Linked DNA regions of Anas platyrhynchos: region 2 is linked to region 1. A link is a contact called in public Hi-C data. All regions are on one chromosome and are shown on one strand. Each heading gives the region's core, a stretch centred on a gene start, on an enhancer-like site or on the middle of the called end of the contact. The rest is flanking DNA. Distances are from core to core; before and after follow the strand shown. Region 1 overlaps GRHL2 (grainyhead like transcription factor 2). Region 2 has its middle 7.2 kb from the start of TRNAM-CAU.

The links. A called contact is a pair of places that touch in the nucleus more often than the background predicts.
Region 2: a contact with region 1 is called in a Hi-C map of F1 follicle, with 2.2 times the contacts expected there. The contact joins two enhancer-like sites. A contact is called at or near these places in 5 of 8 Hi-C or Micro-C datasets (F1 follicle, liver, skeletal muscle and 1 more).

Annotation. Positions count from the first base shown.
Region 1 is chr2:21,554,953-21,559,032 of IASCAAS_PekinDuck_T2T, reverse strand. It overlaps GRHL2 (grainyhead like transcription factor 2), which reads left to right. Exons shown (of 16, transcript XM_027452539.3): 9 at 162-320. Among named protein-coding and RNA genes, the nearest start is that of GRHL2, 39 kb to the left of the region's middle. Within about 2 kb of position 2,427, at least 1 of the 8 cell types and tissues checked has an H3K27ac peak or open chromatin away from gene starts, as enhancers often do. A contact at or near this core is called in F1 follicle, where this site is marked.
Region 2 is chr2:21,632,195-21,636,274 of IASCAAS_PekinDuck_T2T, reverse strand. No RefSeq gene overlaps it. Among named protein-coding and RNA genes, the nearest start is that of TRNAM-CAU, 7.2 kb to the right of the region's middle. Within about 2 kb of position 1,669, at least 1 of the 8 cell types and tissues checked has an H3K27ac peak or open chromatin away from gene starts, as enhancers often do. A contact at or near this core is called in F1 follicle, where this site is marked.

The DNA of each region.
Region 1 (4,080 bases), core at 1,178-3,677:
AGTGGAGAATAAATGTGTGAGTTGTCAGAATGGAGATAACTGGCTGAATTAAAATATTTTGGGGAGATACCTGCTTCTGTTTCCCCATTTGTTGTCATGTGTTTCCAGAAGTTTAATAGTTGTTTGCACCACATTTGTAAAGTCATCTCTCTGTCACATAGATTTTCATCACCGTGAATTGCTTGAGCACGGACTTCTCCTCGCAAAAAGGAGTGAAGGGGCTTCCTTTGATGATCCAGATAGATACGTACAGCTACAACAACCGCAGCAATAAACCCATCCACCGAGCCTACTGCCAGATCAAGGTTTTTTGTGATAAGGTAAGTGGAAAGCACGATTATCAGGGACAGAGGAGACACCTTGTTTGACAGTTTATTATTATTGCTGTATTCAGACCTAATGACTTTTTCCTGAAATAATCTATAAGTTGCACAGTAGAATTTGATCCAGCTGTATTATAAACCTGGCAGGTTATCACCCAATTATTTTACTGCTTTGCGGCCTCTTTGGCCCTTATTCCTTGGCTTGTGAGCAATGTAGTTGGACTGTGTAAGGACAGCTTGTTGTAGTTCATGGCACAGGAACATCAAAATAGTCACAGAATGCATGAAGGTAAAGATCTCTGCTTGGAAAGTACTGACCATAGGTTCATGCAAGTGCCAGTCTGATGGTTTATCCCTTCTGTCTCTAACAGCCAGGACAGGTAACACACAAATCTTGTGGAGAGGTCTCTGATGGCAAAAGGCACCTTTCCTTAAAAGTCTGCTAATCTGTCTTTTACTATACACTAGAAAAAAAACAAAACACAACAAATCACGTCCCAATAATACAGCTAATGGTTTCTTTTCTGTTTGATTGCAGTTATTTTGGGAGCGTCAGTAAAACTTAGGTGTTGCTGGGGCTTTCTTATTGAAAGGCAACTGCAAAAATATGTTAAGCATTCCCATTTTGTGATTCAGTAACTTTTGATTTTTGCTCACTTCTTCTTTTTTTTTTTTTTGCATAATTTGCATAATTTTCTTACTTGCAATGGTTTTCCTCACTCCTTTGTGGGAATCAGTAAGATTGGGCTGTAATTTTCATCATCAAAGCATAGAGCCTGCTTTAATAAGTCCGACAATGTCATGGGCAGCTGTATAGATCACCAGGTAGAAACAGTTGCTCAGAAATGTTATCTCTGTGATGATTCTTAGATGTGTAGCATCACCATGCTTCATTTGTGTTTAACACCTGGCAGCCAATGGACTTTATCCCTGCTGGGAAAGATCTTCCAGGGGAAGGTTGGTGCCTGGATTCTAGTCAAGGTTCAGGGATTCAGGAGCCTGCATCTATTTAAGTGACTTGAAAATTTATCTAAATTAGTCTTCCCATCTTACCGTTGGGAACAGAAAGGCAAAAGGCCATGCCCCAGGCAAGACGTAGCATTAACTTTTTAATGGAAAGGGCAAGAGTTCAACTGTTCCTGGTCTCGGTGCTGTTGCTCCTTCCCCTTTTTCAGTTAATTCCCTTGTTGCTGTCTTGACAACAAGATCTTGAGGGCTAATCAGTCAGTTGTATTACTGGAGCAAAAACTTTGAAAGTAATGAATGGAAATGTATGCACCAAGGTCTTCTTGCAGTCAAAGTGCTACGCTTTTAATTGTAACTTTGAATGTCAAATATTTAGAGATTTGAGGCTACAGGTGGATGTTAAAAGCTCCATAAATATCAAAGTAACAAGTCATTTTCATCTACTTGTTTTTGAAAAGCAATTAGAAAAATTTGAATTATTAAAAGAGAAAAAAAAAGGAAGGAAATTCAGAACACAAACTCATCAAGGGTGACCTGTAGCCACAACTGGTGGAGATTTTGAATAATACATGTTCATTGCATCTGTTGGCTTAATTGGTACTTCAAACATCCAGACGAGGAAGCAGGAAATGAATGCTAAGACTTTTAATCAAAACTGTCTCAAAGTAGAAGAGATCACAGGGGTAGTTAAAGCGTTCTGCATATCAAAACTATATTGAGAGCGGGAACTGGAGGGCTCCAGGGTATTGATAATGGGGTATGTATCTGTGTAATAGAAACGTATACATGCGTGCACACACACAGAGCTTTTTAACTTAATGCAGGGCTGAAGATGAATTAAAGGAATGAAAATGAATGAAAAATATCTAGGTCAATTCACTGACGGTGTTCATTGGCACTTGGAGAGGCTGAGGCCTGATTCAGCCCTCACTTGGTGCTGGTGTATCTGTACTGACGTCACTTACTCACTGTGCTTTTATAAGTAAATAAAAGATTGGAGAATCAAAGCTCGATTGCCAGCTCAGCATGGCAGTTGTGTTTCTGTCTGCACAGGAGCCGTGCAGAAACCGTCCCCACAATGCACTCAGCAGGAGGTAGGTGGTGGGGCTGGATGTGGTCATCTTCTCCAAGACAACAAAATAACTCCTGGCACCGGTTGATGCGGTGCTGCTAATGGAGGGTCCCTGGCTCTGTTTCTCCTCCAAGACTGTTCCCCGCCCTCTAGTGACAACGACAGGATTTACTGCCTGTTTGCTAAAGGCAACGAAGCCAAGACAATTTTTGCCCAACTCTTTCTTATGATTAATTAAAAAAAAAAAGTATTACGGGGCCATTTTAAAAAGCAGCAAACATAAAATCATTTTATACATTTTAGAAGGATGAATTGCATCGTTATGCCCCCATCTGACAACCATAAAGAGAAGCTGATGAGAAAACTGCCTAATTCATTACAATTATCTGGATTAGGGGAACTACACAGTAAATTCCTCCCACCTAAGTGCTGAAATGTATCTGAGTTTGAAACGTGGAAGAGAAAATGTTTCTGTTCCTGCTAGTGTTCTTACAAATGGTCTGTCTGCAGCCATGGTGCCTCTTTAGGACCAGTAGACGCGTTTATACATTAACCTAGTTAATTCACAGGTAAACGTGGCTAGTTTTTAAGAAAACCATTTGCTGATAAATTATGTCCTTCAGCTGAAACACAGCACACACGTTGTGGAAGGAGAATCTCTGAAGAAATAAAGCAGCATTTAGCCAAGGGGCACATACTACGTATATCTTAGTATTTACTTGAGCACTTACTGAATTTTAGTATCCTATTACATATAAACTAGGGAGCAACACAGACTCAGATCCAACGTGTGCTTTATGTAACATAAATGTATGGAGATAAGGACTGCGAAGGTTGTAAGCGTTTGTTTGCTCCCCATTCATTCTCCAGTCTTTTGTCCATGTTTATTTTCCTGTAGACAGTCTTCCAAGCAGCTGTTAGAGTGCACATCTTGTTTCCTCAGTGCCAATTCTCTCTGCCCTTGCTATCTTTTTGTCATGTGCAGATCTCTGATGCTACATTATGATAAGGGAATATAATTTTTATTCTTTAAGGAGGTTGTCAGGGAAACTTGCCACCCGGCCTATTTATATTTATGTACTGCGAGATGCTTTAGCCACCGTGTATGAAGGAACTGGGAATTCAGAGACATTCTGATTTTCTCTGTGCGATTAGCCTTGCTAAAAAGAAGCAGAAGCATTTGTCTGGCCAAATACCATAATATTGTTCCCAAATAAAATAAATCAATCCTGTTTTCCTTGCTCCGAAGTACACGTTGTTCTGAGTACACGCAGTGCCTGCCATCTTGTCTCCAGTTTGGACAGCGGTAGAGTAACTGGATTGTTAAAAGGCACGGTGCAATTCTAATTACCTGTAAGTCTGCAGCTACAGAGAGAAGGAGGATGAAGTCTCTGGGTCTGTCCTACCCCACGGGGAACACTTTGGCCTTCATTTAGAAGGAGGTGCACACATGAGCTTCGTAGTGGTGATGGGGGTGTTATGATGGCTTCATCTCCAGCCTGCTTTAAATTGTTGGTGTTCTCAGGACTTGGGTGCCATGGCTCAAGTGGGTGCAGACAGAGCAGTCACGCTTCCTTGGGGGCATAGTTACAGAGACCATCAAAGAAAATCTTTGCAGTCAGAGCTGTGAAACCAAAAGGCAGGGCTGTGGTCAGCCCTCCTGAGGACACGGGCAGGAGGACGTGTTCTTCCCTCTGTTAAAGAAGAGGAACCCTCAAA
Region 2 (4,080 bases), core at 420-2,919, 78 kb before region 1:
TGTGTGGGAGCTGCTCCTTTTGGGATGCCTTCCCCAGCACGGGAGCGAGCCAGGCACTGCGAGCCCAGCCACCCCAGACCACCCCCTTCTGCTGCTTGCAACAGTTTGACTATTAAATGCAAGTGATGTGGTTTAATCTTCATGCTTTGTGAAGGCAGTGTGACTTGAACCACTTCTCTCCTTCTTCAGTGAAAATACAAGATACATTTTTCTTTCCCATGATATTTAAAAGTGTGTTCTTTTTAGCTTGCATACCTACCTACCTACATTGTCTCCTGCTCATGCCTCTAGTGAACCACGCTGCTACCCTCACCTTTCTGGCACTTCTCTGAATAAGATAATCACGCTACTCCAACGTACTACCACTCACTCTTCTTGCTCTGTGCATAAATTACTTTTCCGTAATTGCCTTTCTTGACTCATAGCTTGAGCCTGCAGGTGCTGAATCTCCCGTGAATGGTACCAAGTGGCATCATATTTTCAGGCCTGAAATAAGCCTGTGGCTGGATGCAGGGTTAAAAACAGAACAAAATAGGCCTTGAATAGTGTGAAGCAGGAGTTATTCTGCTTTGAACGGCTGGTATCATATACTGTAGGAAGGAGCTAGTGCCAACTGGCCATGAGTTTTATGAACCTGTGCAGTGGTTTAGCTATGAAAAAAGCTGAGTTGGGTGTAGATTCAAGCTCTGTCAGTCAAAAGCAATGCTACTGGAGAAGTGAAGAAGGTGTGTCTGGAGTCCTGTGAAGATCTGAGACAGATGTAACCAAACGTAGCAAAATTTCAGAATATTTCTGCTTTTCTGAAAAGTACAGTTGTCTGTAAAAGCTGTAGAACAGTTGCAGCATTGGGAATACTCTGAGCAGAAGAAAGGTTTGGAGCTGAACAGTTCATAATAGTCTTCAGGAACACTTGGTCAAAAGAATACTTTTTAAAATGTAGCCTACTAGCTAGCTAATAATCCATCTAATTTAATAATTACTGAATGCAATGAAGCATCTAAGCATCTGCTTTTTTTTTTTTTTTTTTTTTTTTTTTTTTTAAGAGCTGCCGTTTTTTAAGGTAGTTTACTCCTATATCGCCATCAAAAGAGAGAGAGAGAATGAAGTATGTTCTGCTACTGCAAGCCCATCAGTGCATCAGTGCATGAACATCTTTTCTCATGCACTTGGAGAGAGCAGGAAATTAGAAATCTTGCCCCTGTGGGACCCATTGCTATTTTCCCTTTTCTGTTTTTTTGTTGGCACACATTACCTGTAGGTGTGAGCTTGAGCTTCCTGTAGGATATGTTTTCTGGCAGCTGTTTGGTTACTCTGTACTCTGAGATGTGAAAGACACCAATACTTACACATACTTTCCAATAGTCTTGTAGTCATTGTGGCTATGTGTCCACAAGGTTTATAGCGGTAGTTGCATCCTTAAGTCACAAAGCGCTTTAAAATGGGAAATGATGCATTATCCCCATTTTAGGTGCATTGGCTGCGTTTATACTAGTCAACAAAACATGCCCAGGCCCTCAGTTGGCATGGAGCAGCCTGTGTTCATGTGTTTCCCTCCGAAGCAGAGTGGCTGCCGTCTACATGTCTATGGGGAACGGCCTGGGGTTGTGCTAACTCCTCAGCAATGCTGCCAGTTGGCTTCAGTGAAACCAATGCCAAGGATTATGTCAACAGTTTATAAAGGATTGAATTCCAATGCCCTGGAACATCCCCTGGCAGGGGTTCATTTATACTACAGATATAGCCAGAGAAAGTGCTTTTCCCAAGGTTGCACAGTATGCTCTGAGCGTTAATCTTGGGAGATTCTCTGAGAGATGCAGTTCCTTAGGATGCGGTACACTAAATATCCCACAGAGCTTGTGGATGTGCCTGGGCTTTAACATAGAGATGCTGGTGCTGTCCCTTCCCTTCACATAGACAGAATTCTTAAATATAGTTTCCTCGGTCTTTTCCCAGTCTGGGAACACACAGCAAGCAAAATAAACTCTTAGGATTGAAAGCAGCTGAATTATACCAGGGCTAAATTTGCGTTGTTATATGAATCACCTTTAGAAAAAGGGATTTGCTGAACTGTCCTGGGGCAGTGGATAACAGCTAAGCTCCAAGGCTTAAAACTAGGCATGAAACACACAATTTGAAGCACAGTGGAAGAATTATAATATTTGTCTTCCCATGTTTAGCTTGGGTTCATTTAAAATTCCATTTAATTCCATTTAATTCCATTTCTAATTCCTATTCCAATAAACCAAGACACTTTATTGCTATTGTGACATAAGGCTTTTGGGTATCTGTTTTACAAGCAACTTTCAGTGAGAGTCAGAGTGCTTGAAACTGGATTTTGATGAAATGTAGCTGCCTTAGATCCAGAAAGCAACCCCAAATACCTTCTCTTCTGCACAGCCAAAATCTGAAGTACCTGTATTGCCTATGAAATGAAGGGAATGCACTGAAAAAGTAGGCACATGTGAACTCCCTCACAGTCTAGACTTCCAGCATAAAAAGCCCTAAAATCCACCAGGTTTCACCCTCTTTTTACCCGTATGACTAGCTCTGAGCTCACCAGCAGGCACTGCAGCTGCTGCCATGAGAATGTGACTTGTAATGGTGACACATCTTCTTGCCACTGGAAATGAGCTCGATGGTTGGCATTCTCCTGTAGCGTTGGGAAGCACCTGGATCCAGCGCTCTGCTCAGCCCGAGGGCGTTCAAACCCACGGTTCTCATTAGCATTTATATTCTCTAACCACCAAGACTGGGGCTGTCAAGAGGAGAGCTGGGCTTAGACAGGAAGGCAGGAAGAGAGAAAGCCTGAGGGTATGTGTGGGTGGGTGGAGGAAAGCCTGGATTATGATCACGCTGAGGAGGAGGAATTGAGAGGTGGTCTCCCATTTTGGGGGCGAGTCCTCCAGTCACTAAATTATCAGGTAAAAGGGGGATGGTTATCTCTGCCTTTTCCTTTGGCTGCTCAGGTGAAAGTAGTACTCAGCTCAGTAAAACATCTCCTCCCTTCGAAGGCTGTTTGAACTTCAGGAGGGTGAAGAAGTACAGGAAAGAGGAGAGGGTTTGGAGCTCAGGACCTTGTGGCCCTTGCTCAGTGCACAGGAGCACTGCATCACCTGTTGGGACACCCCACCCCACCTGCTGACCCTGCCAGGAGCCTAATTCTGAGGCTGTCAGTCGCTGTAATGGCTGTGGACATTACAGTGCCCAAAATTTAGGGAATGTACTCTGGTGGATGTTCAAAGGTGGCTTCTTGAGGTGGTCCCATGCCCCCACACTGCCATGCAGACTTCTCATGAAGGCCATGGTACAGAGCCAGGGCCTCTCTAGGAGCATTAATGCCACACAGCAGGGACAAGAGCCTATCTGATTACCATCTGATATGGTAATATTCATTATATTTCTATAACACCAAGAGGGGAGTATGCTGCCTTCCACAGTGATGGTCCAGCCGAGATCTTCAGCTTCCAACGGAGCCCTTGAAGAACAGAAAGCCCTTGTCTGCTCTGATATTAATAATTTTAATTAAACTTGTGGACTTCACGTAATTGCTGGAAAAAATAATGAATGTCTTTGGACATTATGTTGTTTTCTGGCTTTATTTGCCTTCCCCCTTCCGCACACAAGTGTGTACATGCCCACATGAACACCCAGATGCAGGGCCTCGGTAGGCTGCACCTCACCAGCTGTGTCAGCCTTTGGGCTGAAGGACAACAATCCCACTGAAATATCTGCCAAGCCTTACAGCAGTGATGGACAAACAATACTTTCTCCCTGTGGCTGCTCCAGAAAAAAAAAAAAAAAAAAAAAAAAAAGAAATCTTTTGGTTGTGACTTGTTCCCTTGTATATACTGGGACAATGCCCAAGTCCATGCATGCTCTACCCCAATTTAAGTTACAAGGAGGCTCCACCAGAAATGACAGATAATATCATCTTCTTGAGAACTTGTCGGGTGTTATTTCCCATTCAGGTCTGTGGATGTGTTTATGTGTTTGGTACCGCTGCAAGTTGGTTGATTTATTACGGTTATTGTGGTATGCATCCTTTTAATTGGGTGTTAAAAGGCAAACAAGATTAGATTA